Linked DNA regions of Mus musculus: region 1 is linked to region 2. The links are chromatin contacts, called in public HiChIP or PLAC-seq maps. All regions are on one chromosome and are shown on one strand. The core of a region is the stretch at or near the end of the contact, and the rest is flanking DNA. Distances in the headings are between cores, read along the strand shown. Region 1 has its middle 22 kb from the start of Zfp382. Region 2 overlaps Zfp14 (zinc finger protein 14).

Region 1 (4,111 bases), core at 383-2,882, 110 kb after region 2:
GTTGTCCTCTTGACTTCCAGGAACATGCCTGCACATATACATACACACAAATATAGTTAAAATTCTTTGTTTGAAAGGTCTATTCAGGCATGATAGCACACACCTTTAGTCCCAGCTCTCAGGAAGCAGAGGCAGATGGATCTTAGTGAGTTAGAGGCCAGCCTAGTCTACAAAGTGAGTTCCTGGACAGAGAAACCTCATCTTGGAACAACAAAAAAATGTAGGTGTATTCTGCATTCTTGATCATATTTTCTCCTGCAGCACACATCCTCTGAGATTCTTCTAATGTACTTTGAGGCAAGGGCACACTCAGCAGCCTAGGCTGCCCTCAAAATGCTTATCATTTTGCCTCAGAATCTCAAGTTATGGTTTGAATATAAATGTGTCCCGACAGGCTCCTGAGTCTATACCCTTGGTTCCTATCATATGCTGCATTTGGGGAGGGGGTTGTGAAACGTTGAAGACTTGTTTGAAACTAAGTGAGTCGAAAAGAGAAACGGTCTTCAGAGAGCATGCCACCATCCCTCAGATCTTGCTGTTCAGCCGCTGAGTGTGTGTTGGAGTGAGTTGTGGGAGGAACGGATGACAGGAGCTCAGCAAGATCTACCACCATCTTTCTTTCTACAAAAGCTTACCGCCGTCCCAGCTAGAAGGAGCATTTACAGAGCCAGGGTTCAAGACTGCAGGGCTAGGAAGGAAGGAGGCAGCAAAGCACAGGGTTTCTCTGTGTGGCCCTGGCGACCCTGGAACTCACTCTGTAGCCCAGGCTGGGCTAGAACTCAGAGATTGCCTGCCTCTGCCTCCCCAGTCCCGACCGGAATTTAAGGTGTGCACTACCATGCCAGACTTATTGGCAACCTTTTGAAAAAAAATGCAGATAGACAAAAATAAAAGGCCAAGTGTCATGATTCATTCCTTTAATCCCAGGACCTCAGAGGCAGAGAGTTGTAGATCTTTGTGTTTGAGACCTGTTTGGTTTATATCGGGAGATCCAGGACAACCAGAAGTACATAACTGAGAGACCAGTCTCAAAAAACAAAAATCAAAAATTGGCGTCGAGCTAGGCACTCATTCTACTGATACCTGGCTGTATTTACTCAGGCACCGGAGGCCAGGAGTCCCCGAGGAAAACAATCAATCCATGCTTCATTGGAAGGTGACTGTTTAATGTAAGCACCATTTTTAGTCTTCAGAGGCAAAAGCACACTCCTCAACAGACTCTAAACAAATTGGAAGTGCAGGAATGGAGCCCTGCCCCATGAACCCAGTCAGTATAATACTAAGTCAAGGCAGCAGCATCCTAACGATGGAGGACTTCAAATCCATCACAGCCCACATCACAAATCATGGAAGTCACTCAAAAGGCTCCTTGTCAGCGCAGGTACCCAAGCCCAGCCACGCATTTAATCATGGCCTCATCACACAAACGCCCGCAAGTAGGCACACACAAACGCGAACTCCACTTTGGAGTTCTGGTGCAAGCAAGCCAGACTCAGACCCAAAAATCAGAGGTTTGAACGTGGCCCGGTGGTCGGTGGGAAATGTAGTGCAAGGTCTGCAAAACCCGGATGTCAGGAAGGTGAGTGTGGCCAGCAACACCACCGACCCACCGCAAAGACCCCCGGGATAGAACGAGCGCGCCTCCCCGCGCAGGCGCACAGTTCTAACCAGCGGTCGGAGGTGATCCCAATGGGTCTGGGTGAAGTGGGCGGGTATTGAGCGAGCCCGGCTGGGCAAGCTGAAGGGGAAGGCTGGGTTAGGGTAGACAAAGAAGAAAAAACCCGGGGAGTACAGGGGGAGCCCAGGCAGTAGAGGCAGCGAGCGGAGAGAATGTAGCCAGGGCGGGAGCTGAGGGCGCGCCTCCCGGAGGGAAGGAGGGAAGCGAGCCCGGCCCGCGCCAGAGTTTTGGTTTGTTTGGATTCTTGCCCAGAAGACTCCACTTGTGTGTCTTTTTGAGTCTGTTCTGTATAGGACAGTTTTAGGAAACGATTGTTAACCCGAATGGTAAGGGGGAAACGAGTGTGTCTGCGATTTAAAGTGAGTCGATTTGTTTGACAGCTTAGGACTCTGGAGAGTGAACGGGATTGCAGTTGCCTTGGGGGCCTCTAGGATGTAGACTACAAGTGGTCAATACCATTTTGATTGAGTCGAATTTTGAAGTGTTTGTGTTCGAAGTCCATGAGGACTCGTGAAGTTGCTTATTATGTGACGCTAGTGGAGTACGTGAGAAAACTCGTCTTGGCTAGTTGGCATTGTTTAAACTTCCATAATAGTTGCTGTTTTATTTTCATGGGCAACTTAAAAAGTGTAATTGGGGGGCTGGTGAGATGGCTCAGTGGGTAAGAGCACCCGACTGCTCTTCCGAAGGTCAGGAGTTCAAATCCCAGCAACCACATGGTGGCTCACAACCATCCGTAACGAGATCTGATTCCCTCTTCTGGAGTGTCTGAAGACAGCTACAGTGTACTTACATATAATAAATAAATAAATCTTTAAAAAAAAAAAAAGTGTAATTGGCTGATTCCTTTTATTTTGTTTCGAGACAGGGTTTCTCTGTGTAGCCCTGACTGTCCTGGAACTCACTCTATTGACCAGGCTGGCCTCGAACTCAGAAATCCATCTGCCTCTGCACCCAGAGTGCGGGGACTAAGGACAAGTGCCACCACTCTCTGCTGATCTATTCATTATTTTATTTTACATTTTTTGGAATGGGAACTCACTGTGTAGCCCTAGTTGAGTTCGAATTAAAAGGGATCCATCTACTGCTGCCTCCAGAGTGTTGGGATTAAAGGTGTGTGCTGAGATTTTTGTTTTAATTATTTTTCTAAATTTATTTTATTCCTATGACTACACTGTAGCTGTCTTCAGACACACCAGAAGAGGGCTGTTACAGATGGCTGTGAGCCACCATGTAGTTGCTGAGACTTCAACTCAGGACCTCTGGAAGAGTAGTCAAGTGCTCTTAACCTCCGAGCCATCTCTCCAGCCCCTTAATTATTTTTAATGAAGAAAAATAAAAATTTGAGGGAGCATCACTGTAGATTGAGAAACCGCAGAGTGAATGATGACTAATATGTTAGAATAAGCAAAGCACCATTGAGAATTTACAGTTTAAAAAACCAATGGGGAGTGCAGCTCAGTGGTTAAGAGCACTTGCCTAACTTACACAAGTCCACTCTCACCCTCCCAGCTCAACCTTAGGGCCTCAGAAAAAAATTCTGCAAACCATTCTTAAGATACTTTTTAAAAAAACCAAAAAAATCAGATCAGTTTCATTTAGCTAATTAGACTTGAAGCTTTGGGGTGTGTGTGTGTGTGTGTGTGTGTGTGTGTTCCCTCAAGAGAACACCAGATGTCCTGGATGGATCTGCAGTTACTAGCTGCTGGGAACTGTCCACGGTGGTGCTAGGAACTGAACTCAGGTCCTCTGCCACAGCGCCAGCCTCTGAGCCATCTCTTTAGCCACAGAAACTCCTTCTTGTCATTATTATTTTTTAAGGCAAAATCTTCCTGCTTTTAAAAACCTACATTGTGAAAGGTGCACACATGACACCCCCTTTCCCCAATTCTCCAACCTCCATTTTATCTCGAGGACAACAGGAGGCCAGCGTAACTGGCAACTGTAATGTAGCATCTATCGCTACTTATTTCCTACGAGAAGCTGCTTTCTGGGACCCCCCCCCCCCCAGTTACACATCCTTTCTCTGTGTCCAGCCTCTTCTCCAGCTGCCGCCTCCTGTTCACCTGGATATGCAGGGCCCACCTGTTTGGGCGGGATCTTGTTTGTCCACTGGGTCTTCTTGGATAGGAGCCAACATAACCCAAGCAGATACCGCCCTTGGGGTCTTCATCCAGTGTTGAGGTGAGAATTACTTCCTCTTGTCACATACGTTTGGGTCAAGAATTCTCGCACAACTTTAGTTCCTAGTGGCCCCAGGGTGCAAGAAGCCTCTTGCTTATGAAAAAGAAGCATACGCCCCCACCCCACTGCTCAAAAATTACGTTGTAAAAAGCAGTTTACCCAGATAAAGATGTATTATTCTCAGCTTTCCAGCCTGTTGATGTATGGGTTAAATTAATGGACACAGAACTTTACAGAAGGGAAAATAGG
Region 2 (4,449 bases), core at 512-3,011:
AAGGAACAACATGTGCTTATAAGTAAACTTTATAAATTCCTAACGTCTATTCAGGGCAGAAATTGACTTGAAGATATATTTCCAGCCTCTTTGTCTTTTTTTTTCTTCTTCTTATAAAAACATGGTCAGGCGTATCACAGCAATACCCCACTCCTGGTCAGCCTCTTTGTCTTTACAACTGTATTTATCGTTTAAAGTTTGGTTTTAATGCCAACGGATTTTCAATTCAAAATTTTAAGGCTAAAACTTAACATAGATAAAATTGTAAAATCCTAACTTTATATAAGCTACTAACTTGTAAAGTGTTAAAGATAATTATCAAGTTAATTATAAATTATCAAATTCTTTTTTTTTTTTTTTTTTTTTTTTGGTTTTTCTGAGACAGGGTTTCTCTGTGTAGCCCTGGCTGTCCTGGAACTCACTTTGTAGACCAGGCTGGCCTCGAACTCAGAAATCCGCCTGCCTCTGCCTCCCGAGTGCTGGGATTAAAGGCATGTGCCACCACACCCGGCTACTCAAATTCTTTAATATGCTCAGAGCTATGCATATAGCCATCTGCCTTACTCGTGATTATTATTGCTGTGGTGAAACACCATGATCAAAGGCCATTTGGAGAGGAAAAGGTTTATTTGGCTTACACTTCTGTGTTGCTGTGAATCACTGAAGGAAGTCAGGACAGGAACTCAAGTACAGTAGGAAGTGGAGGCAGGAGCTGATGCAGCGACCATGGAGGGTGCTGTCTACTGGCTTGCTCTTCACAGCTTGCTCGGCTTACTTACAGAACCCAGACTGCCATGCACCGTTTTGGTCCTCTCTCCGTCTGCTTGATCTTCTCTCTCTTCCCGTCTCTCTCCTCTCATGGCCCAGATCAGTCTACTGTCCGTGTATAGTGTACTTTCTCTCCCTGCTTTGGACTCTTCCAGATGCCTCTGGCTGTGCTCTCCCTCTTATCTACAATAAACACCTCCTCAGCCACACCTGGGAGTGATCATGTCCTCATTTTATACACTAGGAGGTAAAGTTTTACAGCTCTTCACTTAGACCGTAGGGAGATGTTTTAGAGTTTTACTGCTGTGAATAGACACCATGACCAAGGCAACTCTTATAAAGACAACATTTAAATTGGGACTGGCTTACAGGTTCAGAGGTTCAGTTCATTATCATCAAAGCGAGAACATGGCAGCATCCAGGCAGGCATGGTGCAGGAGGAGCTGAGAGTTCTACAAATTCACCTGAAGGCTGCTAGCAGAATACTGGCTTCCGGGCAGCTAGGATGAGGGTCTTAAAGCCCACACCCACAGTGACACACCTACTCCAACAAGGCCACACCTTCTAACAGTGCCACTCCCATCACAAAAGACATGGCTTGGAAGCATGAAGCTTGTCTAGATACTGCTTTTCAGAGCTTCCCACCCCCCCATGTTTGGTGCGCCTGCGCGCGTGCTGCGCGTGTGCGCGTGCGCGAGTGTAGAGCTGAGGGGATGGGAAGCTGACATCAGATGGCTTCCTCAGCAGCTTTCCACCTCGAGACAGTCTCACTCTCTCATCATGGAGCCCCAACTGGCCTGGGATTCCTATGTAGACCAGGGTCTTCAAATTCAGCCATCCACCTGCCTCTGTCTTGGGGTGCTGGGGTCACAGGTGTGCATCACCATGCCCCGCTCACCTTGTTTGTGACAGGATTTCTCACTGAACCGGGAGCTTCAGTGATGGCCAGACAGGGATCCATCAGTGCCACACACGCCACCACTGCCCTGTGCTGCGGTTATCGGCAGATGAAAAGACCTCGCCTCATTTCTCCATCGTTGCCAGAGATCCCAAGACACCATGCTGTAGCAGCATGCACTTTGCTGAGCCATCTCCCTCAGGTGGTCTAGTTTTTATTGTCATCATTGTTACTGTTTGTTGAGAGGGGATTAAATTCCAGTATCTCCTGTATTGGCTTTCTGAGTGCGGGCAGCACAGATGCGACTGCACACCTAATATAAATGTATATAACCAAGCTTATTTTAACATGAAGATAATTTGAAAAACTTTGTTATGAGCTATTTCCTAAAGCTTGTGCTTGGTTTGGCACTGGATTTATTTATTTATGGTTCTTGATGGTCAACACCTATTTTATGTGGCAAGTCCATAAAGAGAACTCCCCTGATAATCAAAGGCTGTCACTTGCCTTCACGTTGCTTTGGTGGCATTTAACCAGCGTAGATATGCAGACAGCTTACTTCCCAACTAGTTTCCAATTTGTTTTGTTTTTTAAAATATTGATATTTCAAGCACATACAAAAGACATGGAACAATCGCCCTCCATGATCAAACAACCCATTCAGTCACTCGCAATGTTTTGCTGCTCTAAATTCTGTCAGGTCCATATATATATATATACATACATACATATATATAAATAATTTTTTTTCCGACAGGGTTCCTTTGTGTAGGTTTGGCTGTCCTGTAAGTCACTCTGTAGACCAGGCTGGCCTCACACTCTCATACATTTGCCTGTTTCTGCCTTCTGAGTACTGGATTAAAGTTGGGCACCACTACACCTGGTTTTGTCAACTGCCTTTCTTTTGTTGATTTTCCCTCCTTCACTTTAGACATAGCCCTCCTCTGTGGCCCAGTCTAGGATTCAACAAAGATCCTTCTGGGCACATCATGGCACTAGAATCTAGAAAACAGTGAATCCCTCAATTCTATTTTTTTTCTTCTGCATTTACTGATTAAAATTGCTTAAGGGAGCAGGGCGTGGTGGTGCACATCTTTAATCCCAGCACTCGGGAGGCAGAGGCAGGCGGATTTCTGAGTTCGAGGCCAGCCTGGTCTACAGAGTGAGTTTCAGGACAGCCAGAGCTATACAGAGAAACCCTGTCTCGAAAAACCAAAAGAAAGAAAGAAAGAAAGAAAGAAAGAAAGAAAGAAAGAAAGAAAGAAAGAAAGAAAGAAAGAAAGAGAGAGAGAGAGAGAGGGACGGAGGGAGGGAGGGAGGGAGGGAGGGAGGGAGGGAGGGAGAGAGAGAGAGAGAGAGAGAGAGAGAGAGAGAAAGAAAGAGAAAATACAGCAAACTGGGCTTGAAAGATGGCTCAGTGATTAAGAGCACTGACTACTCTTCCAAAGGTCCTGAGTTCAATTCCCAGCAACCACATGGTGGCTTACAACCATCTGTAATGGGATCTAATGCCCTCTTCTGGTGTGTCTAAAGACAGCAACTGTGTACTTACATATTTTTTTTTTTAAAGAGAAAATATACCAATCTGGGCATATATTGACTATAAAGCTTCTTTATTTATTTGTGTGTGCACGGTATTTATTTGTGTGATTTCTGTTTGTATGTGTGCAGTGGACTTGTGCCCAGGTGCATGTGGAGATCCTAGGTTATCTGAGGAACCATGTCCATTCACTCTTCCACTGTATGCACTGGGGCAGGGGCTCTCAATCCAACCCAGAGCTCGCCGATATAGCTAGATATAGTTTGGCTAGCCATCTTGCTTTGGATATCTGGTCTCTATCTCCAGAGGCTGGAATTACAAGTGAGCCACTACATCTACCTGGCAGTTAACTTGAGTTCTGGGGATCCAAAGTTGGGTCCTCATGCTTACACAGCAAGCACTTTAACCACACAGGCACTTCCGTGGCCCCAATACTTACATATGTGTGTGCATAACAATGAGATCCCTAAGCTGCTAGTTGTCCTTTATGTTAGCTATCCTTGAAACTGCGTGATTAAACATGAATTTGGTCAGAGAAGGGATTCTAAATGAGCTGCTTTTTTGAAATGTGAAGAAGTCATTTCCTCGGATTCCTTAATAGTTAAGTTTTAATAACACACATTCATGAAACTCAGTCTCCTTTCAACATGAAGTTTTTGCTCAAGTGACAAAAATCTCCCATTTCCTATAATTTCCTAGGTCTTACCCAGGAGAAATTATGTTGAGGTTTATAAATGCAGAGATGTGAAAGGAGGCATTTCTACATTTATTACTTCCATGGGATCATCTTCCTTTCACATGAATTGACAATACTGGCAGTAAGAATTACAGACGTTATTGTATGATACATGCTACCATGACTGCTAGTTGGTCAAGTGTTAACTACTTTATCCTTAAGTCAGTGCTGTTGTGCAGTACAGCAGGTGGGCTCTACCCTGGGCCTCACTCACCAGCCTCCTTGTGACATTCAATTTCACGAGACTTCTGGAGTAAGCTGGTCTGATAACTCCATTTTACCAGTAGAATGTGGTAAAATGACTGGATGTTCCTTCTGTGATTAGACGGCACAGATTATCACGTCAGTCTGGCTAGCTGGCCTCCATCCTGCTAGCAGCCACCTTTCTTGGCTTGTGCAGTATCATTAGAGCAGCAGCCACACTGGACAGCCAATATGGCTAGGAGCTTCACTCATCTTCCAGCCAATGGCCATCCAGAAACTGAGAATCCCAGTGGATCAGCTCTT

The links. HiChIP or PLAC-seq counts read pairs in DNA pulled down with a chosen protein or histone mark.
Region 1: a contact with region 2 is called in an H3K27ac HiChIP or PLAC-seq map of embryonic stem cells, with 5 read pairs. The contact joins two enhancer-like sites. A contact is called at or near these places in 1 of 484 Hi-C or Micro-C datasets (nephron progenitors), 1 of 115 datasets of contacts at active chromatin or transcription factors (embryonic stem cells) and 3 of 9 other capture datasets (adipose tissue, liver and pancreatic islet).

What each region holds. Positions count from the first base shown.
Region 1 is chr7:30,142,064-30,146,174 of GRCm38.p6, forward strand. No RefSeq gene overlaps it. Among named protein-coding and RNA genes, the nearest start is that of Zfp382, 22 kb to the left of the region's middle. Within about 2 kb of position 1,633, at least 161 of the 459 cell types and tissues checked have an H3K27ac peak or open chromatin away from gene starts, as enhancers often do. A contact at or near this core is called in embryonic stem cells, where this site is marked.
Region 2 is chr7:30,033,095-30,037,543 of GRCm38.p6, forward strand. It overlaps Zfp14 (zinc finger protein 14), which reads right to left. Exons shown (of 5, transcript NM_178733.5): 5 at 3,265-4,449. Among named protein-coding and RNA genes, the nearest start is that of Zfp14, 16 kb to the right of the region's middle. Within about 2 kb of position 1,762, at least 10 of the 459 cell types and tissues checked have an H3K27ac peak or open chromatin away from gene starts, as enhancers often do. A contact at or near this core is called in embryonic stem cells, where this site is marked.